2 separate regions of the Mus musculus genome follow, and region 2 is linked to region 1. Evidence: chromatin contacts called from public HiChIP or PLAC-seq data. All regions are on one chromosome and are shown on one strand. The core of a region is the stretch at or near the end of the contact, and the rest is flanking DNA. Distances in the headings are between cores, read along the strand shown.

Region 1 (3,277 bases), core at 245-2,744:
CCTTAGCACTAAGCTTCCCAAGTCCGAGTTCTTGGGAAAGTGTGAATTTGAACTGCTCTCAGAGCAGAGGAGGGCAGGGCTGGCCACCCAGCTTGGCCCATGACCTAGCTGACCAGGCAAGGTCAGGGGCTGGGGTACCTATGCTGAACTATATGGAGGTCAGAGTCCCAGCACAAGGCTAGGGGCATATGGGTTGCCTTTACCCTTTCCTTGTGTTCCTTGAAGGGCTCTGGGAGGGGGACCTTTAATCTGTAATTAGGCCACCCCTTCCCAAGGAAGAGTCGCTGTGAGTTAAAAGTAGATGGATCCTTACTTTGGATCTAAAAATCCCCAGGGAGTGTTCTGTTCCCCCACTACCACCCCAAACCTGGCACACCTCTGTAAGTCAATGTTATGTTTTCACACAAATAACCTTTTATTGGTGTTTTTTAAAAAAACAACAACTATGAAGTCATAGATTTTTTTTTCAGCTGAAAAGTAGCTCAAAATGTCCAGTTCCTTAACAAGAAACAAGCCAAATATTATTATCACCCCGTGTTAGCGATTAGGAGACACCAAGATCCTACAGCAAAGCCAGGCTTGGGTGCAGGTCCTCCTACGAGGTTCCTCTCCCTGGACTTCCCCTGCTCCTTTTTGGGACAAGACACTCCATGCTGTTTTCCTTCATGTTTGTCTCAGGGTGCATGCGGTAGCTGTAGGCTGCTCCCTCCATCTGCGCTGCTTAACAGACTCCCCTAACCTCGCTTCTAGTCCTGGCTCTCACCATCTGCCTGTCCTGGCTGTTCCCTGTGAGCCCCAGGAGCGGTGGAGTCAGACATGGTGGGCTGCTGCCTGGGACAAGGTTTTGTGGCCCATCCCAAACAAGCCTCACTCTGTGTGTTGGACTGCGGAGGCCAATGGCTGGGGGAGGCAGGGGAAAGGAAAATCTGTCTTTAAAAAGCCCGAGTGAAGGTGGCCAAGACAAATATGACTAGCCAAGGGGGCAGGAGGGCTGGAAGATTCCAGATGCTGAGGCCGACTAAGAGGCTGGGCATCTGGAGGAGGGACTGGGAACACGGCGGGGGTGGGGGTGGGGCACAGGCAGGGTCTCCTTTCCCATCCCCCCTCTCAGCTTAAGCCAGGACTGTTTTTCTGGGGTCAGACCATCCCTGGGGAGGGAAGTGAGGAGGAGTGCAGCCAAATGCAGCTCAGGTCCCACACGTGGACAGTCAGGAAGGGCAAGTGGACAATGCTGACTTTGTCCCAGCTGAAGCCCAGCTCAGGGACCCTGCCCCCTGCCCTTCTAGCCTCTCCAAGCTCACTCTCGGCCACCATGCCCTTCATCGACACACGTGAGCAAGGGTGATGAAGTTCCTGCCCGTACTGTTGTTTGGGAAATCATACCTGGGCCTCGTGGAAATGTACTCTCAGAAAGCACAGCCCATGATCTCCCAGCATGGGGACATTTACCCAAGGTGGGACTGGTGAGTCAGGGGTGCTCGCCCTGGGAAGAGAGCCTATGTTGGCAGATTGGACCACAAGTGGGGACAGTAAGGACATTTTGTCGTTCCCTTCAGTCCTCACCAGCTTGGGAACAGAGTTGAGGGATGGCAACCTGCTGAAGATATTGGCTTTAGAGGGAAAAGCCCTGGGCTACAGCAAGTCCTCGGGCCTGGCTGGACAAGCAGCTGGCTTCTGCAGCAGAGGCACTGGCCCTGCAAATGGTGGCTCCCTTCCAGGACTAAACCAGATGCTTGCTGTTCTAACATCTTTGGGCAGACCCCAGGCAAGGCTGAGAGAAGGAGCCTCCATGGGGCAGCTCTGCCATCTCTCTGGGGGGAGGGGGGAACCTTTCCAATCCCCTTTCCTACATCTTTGGAAGGGAGATGTAGTGTTCTGTATGACACATCCCAGAACCCAGTGTCAGAGTTTGACTCACAACAAAGAAGAGCTTGTTAGTCATGGCAGTGGCTGAGGGCAGACAGTGGGTTTTAGAAAATAGCACGTACCTGGCAGGGGATGTATAGTGACCATTTAAGTGTGCAGTCACAAATCAAATGGATGGCTGTGTTGCAGGACCCTTCGGGAACCGTCCCATCCTGAATCCTTAAATTCCAGAGACTATGTGATGTGTACCATGACAAGTACCTTGGTCTCAGCAAACCTGAGTTTTCCCCATTTACAGAATAAATGATGCTCTTTACTCCTGAGAGGAAACAACCATCTTGGAAACGTTTGAGACTATTGATACATAGGGTGTACAAGCAAAGGTACTCGGGAAATACAGTCTGGTCATTAAAGCATCAGGGAGAGTGGAGGCTGGATGCCAACAGCAAGACCTCCATGACCCCTCAAGGCTTACGAGTCTTGGGGGGGGGGGTGCGGGCCAAGCCAGATCTTTTGTTTGTTGGCTCAACAGCCAGACCATGAATACACACCCATACAATACCTCCATCCCCTAGACTTTCAATTAAGTTGAGCAGCTGCTAGCCTCTTCTCTGTCTTTTATTTTAAGACTAGGGGTGTTCAGGTGATCTGACCTCAACACCTCTCACCCCATCGGTTGCCCTGCTTGATTCTGCTTGTATCTGTTCCTTGTTGCTGTGCCAAAACTCCTGACAAAAGCAACGTAAAAGAGCTGAGGGGTTATTTTGGCCCACAGTTCCAGCATACATGGGGAAGGCATGCTGGAGCCTGAGGGAGCTAAAGCCACTGCTGGCCAGTTGTGTCTGCCGTCAGGAAACAGAGAGATGGATCTGACACTCCACTCATTTTGTTCACTTTATTCCCTCGAGGTCCCCAGCCCATGAGATAATGACACCCACAGTTAAAGTAGCTTAATCTAGACAATCGGGAGGAATCCCCAGAGGCTAACCTAATTAGATAATCCCTCACAGGCATGCCTAGGGACTTGTCTCCTAGGTAAGTCTAGATCTCATCGAGGAACAGAACCTCCATTTGTTCTCCCAGGGTTTCTATTTTTCTCACCTATGCAATAGGCAGAGGGCCTCTTAGCTATTTGAGGGCATGAAAGAAATGACATGAAGAGTCAGGTCAGCATATGGCCTGGAACCAGTTGTTGCCCTTGAGATGGCTGCCACACGGGGATCTTGGGGGACAAAGGGACAAAGAAGAGTTTGAACAAACAGAATTGTGCCTGCGTCCTGGATGGCAGGGCTGCACACCTTGTGACTTCTGTGGTCCCCTGAGGGCCATCACCCTGCATGGAAAGTGCAGATAGAGGCTGAGGAGCAAAGCAAGCCCTTAGTGCAGGGACCTGTGCAAGACCAAGAAACGA
Region 2 (3,219 bases), core at 280-2,779, 350 kb before region 1:
TGCCTTTCCACTGACACTAACACAGCCTGCTACATCTTTACCTGTCCGGTAGAATTTGAAGGAACAGGTATTGGAATAGCATAGTGAATGGCATAAGTCCAGCTATGAACATGGTGTCCCTGGATCCAGCAGCACTCTCTGACCAGCCAGGCCCATGAGCAAGGCCATCCCCTAAAGCCCCGAGGAACTGAGATGGATGCCCACCTCCAAAGCTGCTCAGGCACTGCATCATGGATGGCAGTGTAAGCTACTGTAACAAGTGTGTCACCCCATCGTCTCTTGTGGATGTTCAGAAATTCTACACTTATAGTCTCAAGGCAACAGGCTGGAGGGGCTGCACACTCTCTGTGAGGGGCGAGAGGGAGGCTCCATTTGGCCATACCCCATGCTTACCATAGGTGAACATTCGTGGGGAGGTCAGCTCAATGTTGGGGAGGGCTCCCAGGTGGTTTAGCACTGCGCACCGGTAGCCATTTTTCTGGGCATAGTCAACGAAGGTTCGGATATACTGCTTCTCGCTGTGGTTGGCAATTCCAGGACAGATGACCATGGTGATGTCATCTACAGGGTAGAGAAGGAGATCTTTATGCATCCATTTAATATATAAACACTGACATTAACAGGTGTTGAGACAGTGAGATTCTGGACAAGTCTCTCTCCCTCCTTCCTTCCCTTCTTTCTTCCTCTCTCTCTCTCTTGAGAGCCTCCCTTTGCAAGCCCTGGCTGGATTCCACATAGATCTACCTGCCACTGCCTCCCTAGTGCTGGAATGAAAGGTGTGCGCCGCCATGACTGGTCTGTTCTTTTTCATTTTCAGTCTGGTCTATTTTTCATTTTGAAATGCTTCTGTTTATGTTTGCTAAAAGGAAGATGTACCCCTCCCCCGGGCAGGGAAGTAAAGCATAAGCGAAATAAAGCAGCTCTCTTAAGAGTATTCCTTGGGTGCAGACACAAGCACTGATCGCTGCAGGGAGCCGGGCTGACGGGAAGTCATGGATAAGAGACTTAGAGCTGGTTGTGTCCTTTTGGTACCATACTGAGTACCAGCAAGAACGACTGACTGCTCAACCTAAACTTTACGCTACTTGGTTGCCGTTGTTATCACTCTTGTTTTCAGACTGGGTCTCATGTAGCCCACGCTGGCCTTGAATTGCTGATCCTCAAGTGTCCATCTCTTGAATGTTTGGATTTCAGGTGTGAGCCATCACACCAAGTTTAAATTGGATGCTTAAATGCTACAAGTCAAATTATTAGAAATAAGAGAAAGAAAGCATTTAACTAACTATGGTGGGGGCACAGATGTATGAAGGACCCACGACAGTACTTGCAAACGTAGCAGGAACTCCATCCCTAGTCATGTACTCATTCCTTTGGTGACTGTTTGTGTGGAGCACAGACTCCTGGGCCCCGGGACTCCTGCACTACAGCAGCAGGGCCCTAAACAGCCCCAGAAGTAGCTAGATTGGCAGGTGCCATGAGGGACTAAGGCAGGGAGGCACCTCGGGTCTAGAGAAAGGAACCATAGTCTCAGAGGAGGTGACATCTGAGACCTGAATGACAGGGAGGTGGCCACGTGAGGGCATGGGGAGGAAAACTACTCAGCAATTCCAGTTACTTGAAATAAATGAGCTGGCGCACGTTTGCTGCTGCAATTTACCCATAAATAATGACTACACGTCTATAATAAACTAGGTATCTTTGAATAAAAAAAAAAACCATGTTCTCTCCTGGTAGGGACTGCATTCAAAAAGATGCTGGCATCCAACTGCACTTCCTCTGAAGGCTTCATTATGAGGCCTTTGCCATCGCCGTTTACTGTATAGCTGGCAAACGCTCACAGCAGCGGAAACTGGAGTCATTTCTTGGATGAGGTGTCACTGACTCATGAAAAGCAAGTATGGCTTTAATGTGTCCTTTTGTCCCAGGAGATTTACACACCAGGCACCCGAGAGCCTTTATGCCCTGCTGCCCAGCAAATAAACCCACCCTAGATTGCTTTTCCAAGTCCCAGCTTCCCACGGTTCAAGGGAGATAGCATCGCCCACCTCACAGGGCGAGGGGAGGATTGGAGAGATAACAGTAGGAAATGTTACTGAGTCCTGGGGGGCTCTGGGCTCCAAGCTCTTCCTGCCATCCTTTAAGACAGGCTTCCGTACTTTAAGAGGGATCATAATTCTCTACTGACTGTGGCTAATGTGAACTAACACGCACAGGCTGGAGTTAAACCTGATGGCCTGGCCTCTGAACACAATGGGACAGTGGGTGACACAGGCATTTCACACACTGCTCCCCACTGATGGCTGCTCCTCTCTCTAAGGGTGGCTCAACACCAGGACCTAAAGTGGCTCACCTCCAACACAGTGCTCAGCCAGGGGCTCGAAGAGGTCGAAGGTAGAAGTGGCACCATCCGACATGGTGATGAACTTGCGGTGCCCGTAAGGGTGTGGTGACCTCACCCTCCCCATCTTCCCATACAAGGCTGTCTGGATATGTCCGCTTTTCCCCCAGATCAGTGGTGGAATGTATCTGAGAAAGGAGAGGAAGAAAAATAGGAGTGGTTAGTTTCCTCCACATTTATTGAACAAAGGTACCCTAGTTTTTAAGGCCTTTCTCCACACATTATTCTGCACACTAACCATAAACACAATGGGTTCCTTTTGTGATGTAGGGTCTCGTGCATACTGAGTGAGCACTTCGCCACTGAGCTGAACATTTTTAACCACCTTATTATATCCATGCTCTGTTCGTTAATGCCTCCCACGCCAAGTTAGCTTTAGGAACCAACCGTGGTTTCAAATTTAGAGCATCAAGCAATTCAACATGGGCTATTTCTATAATCAAGGGGAAAAGAAAGCAAATAATACCCTTTGAATACATCCCGTGTGACAAGACTGGCCTCGTTATTACCAAATGAGCCAATGTATACAGCGTGGCTCGCATGGCACCTCTGCTCAGTAAATGCTCGCGTCTGCCACAGCTGCTTTGGTTACTCCATTAACAAGAATTCTGCTTCTGGCTATACCACGAAGAGCTGCAGACTCTGCTCAGAGCCTCTAAGTGACTTGGGATATAGAGAGAGCACTACAATAAGCCTCAGAGAATGTGTGAGAAGGGCGAGCAGTATTTGTAGTGGATTAATGAAGGCTAAAGGCTTCTTTGCCTAAGCAAGGTGTGATGTCCTTACAACTGTCCTTTGTGAGGACAACGGTGGCCTTGGAA

The links. HiChIP or PLAC-seq counts read pairs in DNA pulled down with a chosen protein or histone mark.
Region 2: a FOXA1 HiChIP or PLAC-seq map of pancreatic cancer cells shows a contact between it and region 1. The contact joins two enhancer-like sites. A contact is called at or near these places in 1 of 15 datasets of contacts at CTCF or cohesin (the NIH/3T3 cell line) and 1 of 115 datasets of contacts at active chromatin or transcription factors (pancreatic cancer cells).

The regions. Positions count from the first base shown.
Region 1 is chr7:78,969,803-78,973,079 of GRCm38.p6, reverse strand. No RefSeq gene overlaps it. Among named protein-coding and RNA genes, the nearest start is that of Gm31213, 17 kb to the right of the region's middle. Within about 2 kb of position 1,494, at least 30 of the 459 cell types and tissues checked have an H3K27ac peak or open chromatin away from gene starts, as enhancers often do. A contact at or near this core is called in pancreatic cancer cells, where this site is marked.
Region 2 is chr7:79,322,776-79,325,994 of GRCm38.p6, reverse strand. Abhd2 (abhydrolase domain containing 2) reads right to left here. Exons shown (of 11, transcript NM_018811.6): 4 at 2,351-2,526; 5 at 394-561. Among named protein-coding and RNA genes, the nearest start is that of Gm39041, 25 kb to the right of the region's middle. Within about 2 kb of position 1,529, at least 31 of the 459 cell types and tissues checked have an H3K27ac peak or open chromatin away from gene starts, as enhancers often do. A contact at or near this core is called in pancreatic cancer cells, where this site is marked.